Regions from separate parts of the Anas platyrhynchos genome. Here region 2 is linked to region 1. A link is a contact called in public Hi-C data. All regions are on one chromosome and are shown on one strand. The core of a region is the stretch at or near the end of the contact, and the rest is flanking DNA. Distances in the headings are between cores, read along the strand shown. Region 1 holds the start of APCDD1L (APC down-regulated 1 like). Region 2 overlaps LOC139999189 (a long non-coding RNA gene).

The links. Hi-C and Micro-C count contacts between places; a contact is called where the count stands out from the background.
Region 2: a contact with region 1 is called in a Hi-C map of F5 follicle, with 2.1 times the contacts expected there. The contact joins the enhancer-like site here to the promoter of APCDD1L in region 1. A contact is called at or near these places in 6 of 8 Hi-C or Micro-C datasets (F1 follicle, F5 follicle, skeletal muscle and 2 more).

The regions. Positions count from the first base shown.
Region 1 is chr21:13,343,532-13,348,502 of IASCAAS_PekinDuck_T2T, forward strand. APCDD1L (APC down-regulated 1 like) reads right to left here and starts at 2,400. Exons shown (of 5, transcript XM_038166192.2): 1 at 2,252-2,400; 2 at 1,897-2,136. The coding sequence starts at 1,933.
Region 2 is chr21:13,413,995-13,418,965 of IASCAAS_PekinDuck_T2T, forward strand. LOC139999189 (a long non-coding RNA gene) reads left to right here. Exons shown (of 4, transcript XR_011804403.1): 4 at 1-3,260. Among named protein-coding and RNA genes, the nearest start is that of STX16, 6.7 kb to the right of the region's middle. Within about 2 kb of position 2,522, at least 5 of the 8 cell types and tissues checked have an H3K27ac peak or open chromatin away from gene starts, as enhancers often do. A contact at or near this core is called in F1 follicle, F5 follicle and small yellow follicle, where this site is marked.

The sequences.
Region 1 (4,971 bases), core at 1,150-3,649:
AGTCTCTCGGGACATTTCCAAGAATGAGTGATTCTTTGCTGGAGGAGACTCCAAAATCTGATCCAGTTACCTAACTGAAGCATTTTTTCAACTAATTATGCGCTGGTGTCATACTGATTTTCAGTTTTATGCAAAATTCAGAATACCAGTCTTGCTCACACTGAAGTCACTGGCAAACCTTGCTTTGGTTTTAATGAGTTCTGGATCTGACTTAGCTATTTAAACATATGTTTTAGGGTCCAACTTCTGTTCTTACTGAAATCAGTGGAAAATTTATCACTGACATTAGATGGAAAAGTGTTGGGTTCTAATTAGATTGGACTAAAACTGTATGACAATTTAAGAAAGCATTCTAATTAGACTTGTATGTTTAATCTTTCATAATACAGTATAACAGATCTGTGAGCAGAGCAACTTGCATAAATGAAATCTATAGAGAGGCAGAATACTTATTTCTCAACCTGTGAAGCCTTGTATTTGGGGGACACTGTATGACGAAGATCCCAGATAAGGAGAGCAGAAAAGTAACTTTATACAAATGCAAATACTTATGCAAATAATTTCCAGTAGCTGTCACTACACAGTTCTTCTGCAATGCTCACTTAACAGAGCCCCAAGTTTAAGGGGCCAAGTAAGTGTGATAGTGTGCTGCCCAAAGTCTCAGAGGAGTAAAGCAAGTGGTAGAAGGGAAAGAAAGGAAAGGAAACCCAGCTGTCTGGATATCCAGGGTCCAGGCTGCACAGGGGGCATGGGAGCTCTCTCCCCACCTTTCCCTTCACCTGTTCAGGGGTGTGGAGTTTCACTCAAGGGTCTCCCGTGCATTGCCTAGGAAAACACTGTCCAAGGATGGGGAAGCCTTCCCCAGGCTCTGCTCTTTGTCATAAACAGAAATCACTTTGCCTTTTTCACAGCACAGTTGTCTTTGTTCTCCCATGTAGCCTCTTTAGCCAGAACCTTTTCTTCTGAAACTGCTTCAGGAGCTGTGGGGTTGCAAGAAGCCTTAACGAAAGGCAGCCGCAAAGATGCAGCCTGCACTGCTTGTGGGGGGGGGGGGGTCGGCACAGCTGGGGCTCGGTGTCCCTGGAGGAGACTTCTGAAGCAGTCCCAGGCCGGGGCAGGTGCTGGGCTCCCTCCCAGGGATGTCTCCCAGCAGCTCTGCAAAGCCACTGGGAATCCCCTGAGCCCTTCCTTGAGCCACGCCGAGCTGCAGCGCTCCCCGTGCTCCGCCGGCCGGCCGGGAGCGAGCGGCGATGGCCGGGGGGCTGCTCCCCTGCCCTGCCACCCCCCGGCACCCCCAGGCTGCGGGGAGGCGAGGACGGGACAGGTTTGGGCAGAGGGTCCCGCAGCCTGGCACCCTGCACCCAGGGGCAGAGAGGGGACCCTGGGCGAGTTGTGCCCCCCGGCACAGCCACACACACCGGTCCCACAGCCCGCCAGCATCCCCGGGACTCCGGGCTCCTTCCCGGGGCTCTCCCTGCGGGAAGCGGCGCTGCGAGGAGCAGGAGCACGGCCGGGGACGTCCCGGGGAGCGGGGCTGAGGCTCCGGGTGCCTCCTGCCCGGCCCGGGGCTGCGGGGGGCACCCCGGGACCCCCGGTCCTGCAGCACCGAGCCCTGCTGGACGATTTCTTTTAAATCCTTTCACTCCCGGCACCTTCCGTGCTGCTTCTTCGCACCCGCTTCGCAACCTCCCTGCACCCGCCTCGCATCCCTCCTCCTCAGCTGAGGAACTGCTGCGCTCCGCTCTCCCCTCGCACTCTTCACCCACGCTCCCTGCAGCCTCCTAACAACCCCCTGCCCGCCCTCCCTGCACCCTCCTCGCCACCCCCCTTTTGCTCCCGGTGGAGCACCCCGAGGGGGCGACCCCTCTCCCACCGCCACCCCCCGGTGCCACCTACCTAGGAGCAGCCCTGCGAGCCACCAGCACCGGAGCATGGTGGGCGCCCTGGTTCGTGTCGCCGAGCCGCCGGCCGAAGAGGGGCGATGGCCGCCGGTGCCCGGGGAGCTCAGCGGGGAGCGGCGCCCGGTGGCGGCGCAGCCATGGGCGGCCCCCGGTGCCCGCGGCGGGGGGACCCCGACTTCAACCCGGCGAGAGCTGGGAGGGAGGCTCCGGAGCGGTCCCCGTGCTCAGCCACAAGCTTGCGAAGAGGGGAAAAAATATATATTTAAAAAGGGAAAAAAAAAAAAAAAAAAAAAAAAAGCAACTCAACCCCCGCCTTCGCTGTGAAGTGCGTCCCCCCCCCACACACACACCCCCGGCTGCTGATAGCTCTAATGGAGCTTGGCAGCCGCAGGTTCAAGTTGCCAGAAGAGGTGGAGACTCCGCCGCCTGCGCCCCACATGCGGCCGCGCATCGCACACGCCGAGGGGGCTGCCCCGCCGCGGCTCCCCCGGCACCCCCGGCACCGGCACCCAAAGCACCGGCACCCCTGGGACCGGCACCCCTGGGACCGGCTCCCCCCCGTGCCCCTCCCGGGACCGGCTCCCCCCCGGGGACACCGGCTGAGCCTGAGGGCCGGTCTCGGTCGGTGTCGCCCCCACTTCGGCCCTGGCTGCCCGGGGCCAGCGCTCTCCTCAGCGGGGCGCCCCCGGGGTCGTCCCACACAGCCCCACGGCCACCATGGCCCACGGCTCCCTCACATGTTGTGGGCATGGTTGTCCCGCTATGGCCCACGGATCCCTCAGACCCTTCAGCCTCCGCTGCTGAGGTCATCAAGAGACAGTAGTGTGCCCCTTGAAGAGCCTAAACCCATTAAAAATCCTTGTAATATCCCACACTGAGGAGAAGTGGGAGCCTCTGAAGGGTGTTCCTGGCCTGGTGGCTCACAGGGGCCTGTGTCAAGCTCAGCTCACCCCGCTACGGGTGTTGGTGTGAGCCAGTTCCCCACCTTGTCTTGCCCCAAACTAGGCCCGCAGGATGGCCATGATGCATAGAGGGCCTATAACCACCTCTTGGCACCAAGTTGAGCGCAAACCTGAACTGAAATGTGCTTAGGACAAAATAGCGCTTTTCTTTGTCTGTACTGGTGATTAGCAATGAGCAGGAAACGAGATGTTGGCTGAAGGTGAAGCTGGTCATTTGCTACCCTTCAAGCAAGCAAAACAATGTGCTTCCCGATAATGTATGGACTGGGTTGTCTTGGGAAGCTGTGAGAGGAAGAGGCCAAGCTGTAATGACTCTGATAGTTTAATACTCATTCCAGTGTCTGCACTAAAGGCTGAGGTTTAGCACATATTTCCGGGCTGAAAAACTAGGCACGGTTTTTGCAAATGAGAGAGAGAGCTCAGGCACAAACCAAAATGAATGCACACCCCCAGCAGAATCCCATGACTCTGCAAACTCACTTTTTCTAATGAAAGTGGCTATTTCGCTCCATAAACAGAAACTTTAAGGTGAAAAAATTGAAAAAAAAAAAAAAAAAAAAAAAAAAAAACAGTCTTCCAGTTCACAGCAGCACAATTCCACTGACTGCAATTGACTGCAACGAGAAGTGGAGGCCTCATTGTGCAGTCCCATATTTGCTGAGCAGAGGCATCAGAAGGCTGGAGTGAGGTCTCAGTGCAGTGATTTTATTACTTTGTCAAAAGTAACACATAACATCTTTAAAGCAAACTGGGACAAACTTATCTGTCATGGGTGCCTAAGGAATTAAAGTTTAATGATACTTGCCAAGATAAAAATAACAAAGTCCATTTGTAATGCAGACACTCCTTTTTCAAGCTGATGTTTTTATCTCTTTTTGTTTCTTAAATTCTCCAAACCAGTCATTCTCGGTAAATGTCCAAACCACTGTGGTTTTATTATATTTACAAATACATAAATCATCAAATGCGTAGGCAAAAAAAGCTGTCCTTTATAATGCTGTCAGAGAGAAATAAATCATTTTTCAAGAAGTTACCTTTACAAAGCTGGACATACTCCTTTTGGACCTAGGCCACTGAAGCACTGGCAGATGATGACAGGTTCTACCAGGCCCAAACTCTGTTCTTGGCTGTGCACTTCTCCTATGATCCTTCACATATAGAAGCTTCTAATGCTAATGTCCTTCATTTCTTCTGCAATATTTTGAGACTTTTTGTTTGTATTTTTTGAGGGAGTAAAACCAAAGCAATCTCAGAGCAGTTTTTACACAGCTGTCTGAAAATTTTAACACGGTTACGTAAACTATCCTGAGTTTTATCCTATAATATCTACCAGGGCTCAGTGACAGATTTCAGTTGTATAGCTTCTTCCACCTCCACAGCTCCCAAAAGGCTTTATCAAAGTAACCAAGTTAGAGGTACTCATTCTTTGGAAGATTCCTGCAGCCCCCATTGTGCTGCGGGGATGCCTGCACACCACCGTGCAGCTGTTTGCAGCGCGCCGCCTCGCGAGGATGAGAGTGCCACAGCCTGTTTGAAATGCCGGGAGGCTTTAGATAGGAGATCTACTCTTCCAACCTGGAAGAGTGCCAGGACATCGGGCTTAAATTCTCAGCTCATGTAAAAATTGCTGGGTAATCTTCAGCTCCTGCAGAGGACTAGCGATGTAAAAGTGCTTATTATTTTTATTATCAAATAATTACTGACTACCTGCTGGGCAAAGCACGTGGAGGGAAACAAATGATTGCAAATAGCCTGTAATTCCAGCAGAACTATGTGGCCTGATTTACGCATTCAAAGTGAATATAAATGGTTCCTATTCTGATTCAGGAGCACTTTACTCACTGCGCTGTAAATACTAACACAGCTGCAGGGTAACTGGGAACCAGACCAAGGTGTTTTTACATTAGCTATGCTTCACTTGCCTGGCACCTTGTGCAATATTCATTCCTGTGCAAAATAGGTACAGAATATTTGAACTCAGATTCATGCACTCTTGTCAGCAATATAGGGCAATGAGTTGCCTAGCCCCCGAAGGCCAAATATTTTCTCTTCCCTGTTCCAGACTAGCAAGGATAGGCAACCACACATGAAGGCAGAAGGCCAGGAAA
Region 2 (4,971 bases), core at 1,272-3,771, 71 kb after region 1:
CGTTAGGGGAGCGTTATTTTGTAGCTGCCTTTACAAACCCCATTGAAAAATTTTTCCCAGAGAATAGAAAGAAAGGTATTATTTTAAATAAGTACCTCTTCAAGTGCACACGAAAGAAGCCCTGGAAAAGGAGCAGATCTGGAGCTATTCTTACTTTCTGCCCCCTGTGTGGGCTTTAATTGCACATTATTCATTAATCCGTTGCTCTTCAGAGCAAACAGATCTGTTTCAAGACACTTCTGTTAGACAAACAACCAGAAACCCTTCTAGATGCATGTGTGTATACATACCCACCCCAGGGAACATCACAGGCTTGTCAGAAATTCTCATTTCCCTGTTCAAGTCTTGTGCTAGAACTGACAGAAATTAATATTAATTGTGTGCCTTTGTTGGGCTTTTTTTGAAATTGCTTTTACAAAATCCACATGGGAACCTGAAGAAAATTGCCTAGCTCCTGGATAAATCAGGAACAGAGACACCGTCATGAGTGGCACTTGAAGGGGGATGGGTGTTTGCATTACTGCTCTGAGCTGCATGGGGCATCAAACCAAGGTGCGGGTCCTGGCATGGTCCCCTCGGGAGGGATATTGCCCATTCACTCAGCAGCTGTTTCAGTGTGCTCTACCCTTGTGTGCTTGCTCTGCTGTCACACAGTGTGCAGGTTGGGTATGTAATTATGGGTCTAAAATCGTTGGCTCTCACTGCACTGATTTGGTCTCACAGTCACTGTATACACAGCATCATTCTGGAGCTGGAGCCATGAAAACAGAAAGAAGCTAAGAGCAGAGCTGCAGGAGAGGGGGAATCCTCTACATCCTGGGCTTCGACCTCGGCAACACAGCTGCTGTCTTGCTTAAAAGGAGAGATATTATCTGGAATCCGAAATGAGAGAAAGGTGGAGAAGCAAAGGCAGGCAGGGGAGTACAGAAAGATGTTTGCAGGTCTCTGTAGTGCTTGGACCACACGTTTAGAAGAATCAAACACCAGCTCTGTCCTTGATTCACTAGGAAAGCAGGCAGGCGGCTGGTCCTGCGGGGAGCAGGAAGGGGTACGAGGCACTCGGTGCAGCAGGGAGGCATTTTGAGCTGGATCTGGAGCCAAGACTGACTACTGGCCAAAGTCATCGCCGATACAACACTGCCAAAAGCAGCTCAGCATTCTTCACCTCCCTTGAGCTTCACCAGGGACACAGTTGGCCATGCTGTGCTTAGCCCAGGTTCTCCCGCTGTGACAGGGGATGATTGCAGCAGACTGAGCAGCCTTGCGGGCACTTGCCAACCTGACACGTCTGAGTTCGTGAACTGCAGATGGTTCTGGCCCGTGTGCTTCATTTTCCCATTTCCCTCGACATCCCCAAGCAAAGCAAGTCAAGCGTGCCTTACCACAGAGCCTGGGAGACCGCGGGCAGGAAGGGATCAAATTTTCCAGCTTTGCCTCGAGTGTGTCACCACATCAGCAGACAACTCCTGTGCCTAATGCCAGTGTATTGTGTGTCACCTCATATTTCACGCGATACAACGCAGTCCAGTGATGCAAGTCCCCTCTCCTGCTGGCTGACTGGTATTTATGGAGATAGCAGTTACCAGGAAGTCAGGATTTAGGGCACGCAAGGGCTGGTGGTGGCGCAGAGCCCTTGCTACTGCTGGGTGGGATTCCTTTACCTCTCCCTGAACCCCTGCCAGGCCACTCAGCACATCTCCAGCCACAAGAAGTTTGCAGCTGCTTTGGTTTTGAAGCACCAGAGGAGGGGGAAAGGCAGGGGAGGCTCTATCAGCTCTTCCCAGGGAATGTGGTTCAGTTCCTCGCACCTCATCTTTGGTCAGGAAACCGAGATGGGGATAGGCAAAGCTGCTGAGCCTACTTAGACTGAATACCTCAAGAAAACACACGGAGCCAAAGTATGTCCCGTTAACCTCTCCCAGCCCACCATCATCCACAGTTAGGCTGCAGTGAAAGTAGGGCAGCACTTGGACCGTTACCTAGGCCCTGCTACCGAACGCCGCTCAGTCTATGACATGCAAGAATAAACCAGATTCAGGCACCCGAAATCCCACCACAGTCTTCATACTCAGCATTTCCTGCTGGCTGAATGCTTCCAGTGGCCTCTTCTACTGATTTCAAGGGGGGGACAGTAACAAGAAGATAGAGCAGGCATCCCCAAAAAGGGGGTAGCCGTGTCAGGTTAACCCGCCAGCTGAGATGCAACAAGGACAGCAGTGGACAGAGGTGGGGCCCTATAGCCTGGAGATCACAGAGTCTCCTAACCCAGCCTACACATGGCAGCACCAAGGAGGGAGATCAAAATAATCCCCCACCCACACCGAGCACCGCTCTCATCCCTCGCTGCTGGCTGATCTTCACTCAGCAGCGGGGGTGAGTGAGGAGCTCAGGGTGCAGCCGATGAGGGGGATGCTCATGACCGCTGCAGACCAGCTGGAGCCCGCGAGCAACAGCTGAAGGGTCCTGGCCTAAAGCCAGGCACTGGGAATCGCCGGGCAGAAGGACATCAGTGGGAGGTAAATAAGCTGAGTCTGGGCTGCCTGAGTCATCCAAGGTCAGACATCCACATCTTTGGAGGGATCAAGCAAGGATAGCTTGGGGAAAAACTGATTGTCCAAGCAGTATCACACTCCTCTGCCTCAGTTTCTTCATGTATAAACTGGGGACAGTAAGGTTTGCTTCCCCGTGAGGCCTTGCTCCATGGAGGGGAAATTCACAGATGCTGGGGTGAAAGCATTTCTAGAGACACACTGATTCATTTTTCTGAGCAACGGGAAGAAAAGAGAAACAAACGGAGCGGTTTCTTTTTTGGAGCTGCTGTTCTTCTGTCCTTTTTTATTTTTAATTTTATTTCAGGTGTATGACTTGCCCTTCTTTTTTACTATGATGCTATTTAAGGCAGAAAGGGGATTTCATCATCTCCCTGTAGCCATTCTCAGCTGCAGTTCTTACACCACCACCCCAACCTTGCTCCACTTTGTCTAATAAACATTTTTTTTTGCTTGGTCTAGTTTCCTTCCTTGCACTCTTACATCATTTTGTACTTATCTCAGATTCTAGCATTTCCCATTTCTAAGTACCTCTGAGAATAGCAATAAACACCATGTAAGGCAGTATCTTGGCATAACATGTCAGCTGCAGGCAGCAATCCTAGGGTCAGAAAACCAGTCTGGCTATCTACATTTCCTTCTTTAAGGGATACCCAATTGCTAGCCACTTGGCACCAGTTCATTAAATAAATAAGTAAATAAATAAATAAATAAATAAATCGGTATTTACAGTTTCTGATTCTGCAGGAAGATCTAGGGAAAAAAAAAAAAAAAAAAGTGAAGATTTGTTAACTAGGAAATTGCTCTTACGTGCCCTCTGCTGCTCCCAAATGGCATTGAAATTAGCAGGGTCATTCCTTCTTTCCCTCTTGTTCCAGAATGATTTATGGCTAAATGCTCTTCATTACGAAGCAGAGACAGACTATTTCTGTGCAAGATAATACTCATTATGCAGACTTTCTGACTAGATTTTTATTCAGTATTTCACTGATTATTTTTATATTTTAATGTGCAAAAACTATTCATGTCTTTATTAGCCTGACTTATTTCCTACATTTATGAAAAAGATCTTTCTTTGATAACAGTTGTTATTGCTGGAATGAATGTCAGATCATGGTCTACTGTAATACATCTTTGTGAATTGCCTTCCCTAATTTTATTAGCTAAAAAAAACACTGCCTAATTTAAAGAGATAAAACCTCCGGGAAGTGGAACATTGCCACTAATTAGGATAACAAGAACATAGGTATGAGTTGCTGGCAATACTGAAGTCCAAGCTTCTCTTTCTAACACAATCACAGACGTCTTTTTCTGGAACAGTCTCCCTTCTCTCTCTGAAATTCTGCTGCTCTTAGGGAAGCTATTGGCATCAATCTCCTTATCAGTGATTCCCTTGGGAAAAACACTGACCAGGACACAGCAGCTCCAGATTTGGGTCTTGGATTTGCTATAAATGCCCTGTGCAACCTTGAGCAAGCCAGTATTGTTCGTGACTTGGTTTTTCCATCTGTAAAATGGTAGCAGTGATGAATCCTGTGTTTTGCTGCCAGCTCTTACATTAAAGCATATGTGCAGGGGAACTGCTCACTGAATCTCTTCATAGGCTGGTTCCTCATCTCCATAACATGAATAATAATACTTCCCTAGTCTACTTATTTTGATTATTATCTCTTTATGTATGCATGTTCTTGAAGCACTATAGGACTCTGCCAAAATGTGGAAAAGGTACATTTCCCTCCTCTGTTACTCCAGACTTGGTACTGTCAGATCCCTGAGGCTGGATTTGCAGACTGCCTCAGGTAAACTCCTGCAGCACTCCAGCTTGTCACCTCTGGCACCCTGACCTCTCAAGGAAAGCTGCTTCAGGAATAACTAAACTGACTGACTTGCAATAAAGGACGTGAGAGGCACTCACAGAGCATACTGTACCATCTAAATTGCAGGGTAACATCATTGCTACTGTCACAGTTAGCAAACAGCTAGGGGCAGAAACACCTGACATTCACACTGCTATTTCTGCAGATGGACATCCAATCACTATCATGCATCCAGCCCCAAAGCTTTTGCTCAGCTAAACTGTACATCCAGGACAGCTAGGCATCCCATCTTGATCTAAAAGTTTTGAATATATTTCATACAAGAAAGGGACCGGTGATTAACTCTGACATTTGATACATCAGTTTAAACCCAATATCTTCATCTTCTCCTTACTGGAGAGGTAACTGGGATAAGCAAAGATACAAAAGCCTACAATGAGCAATATTTTATCTTTACTACAGAGGTGACCTGACACTGTGGTGACACAGAAGATTCAATATAGTCCCCAGTTGAGGAAAGGAATTTTGCACAATATTAGATGACAGAGTTGTTCCATTGTATAAGTACCACTGGCATTATTAGCCTGTCACAAGACCAGGGTAGG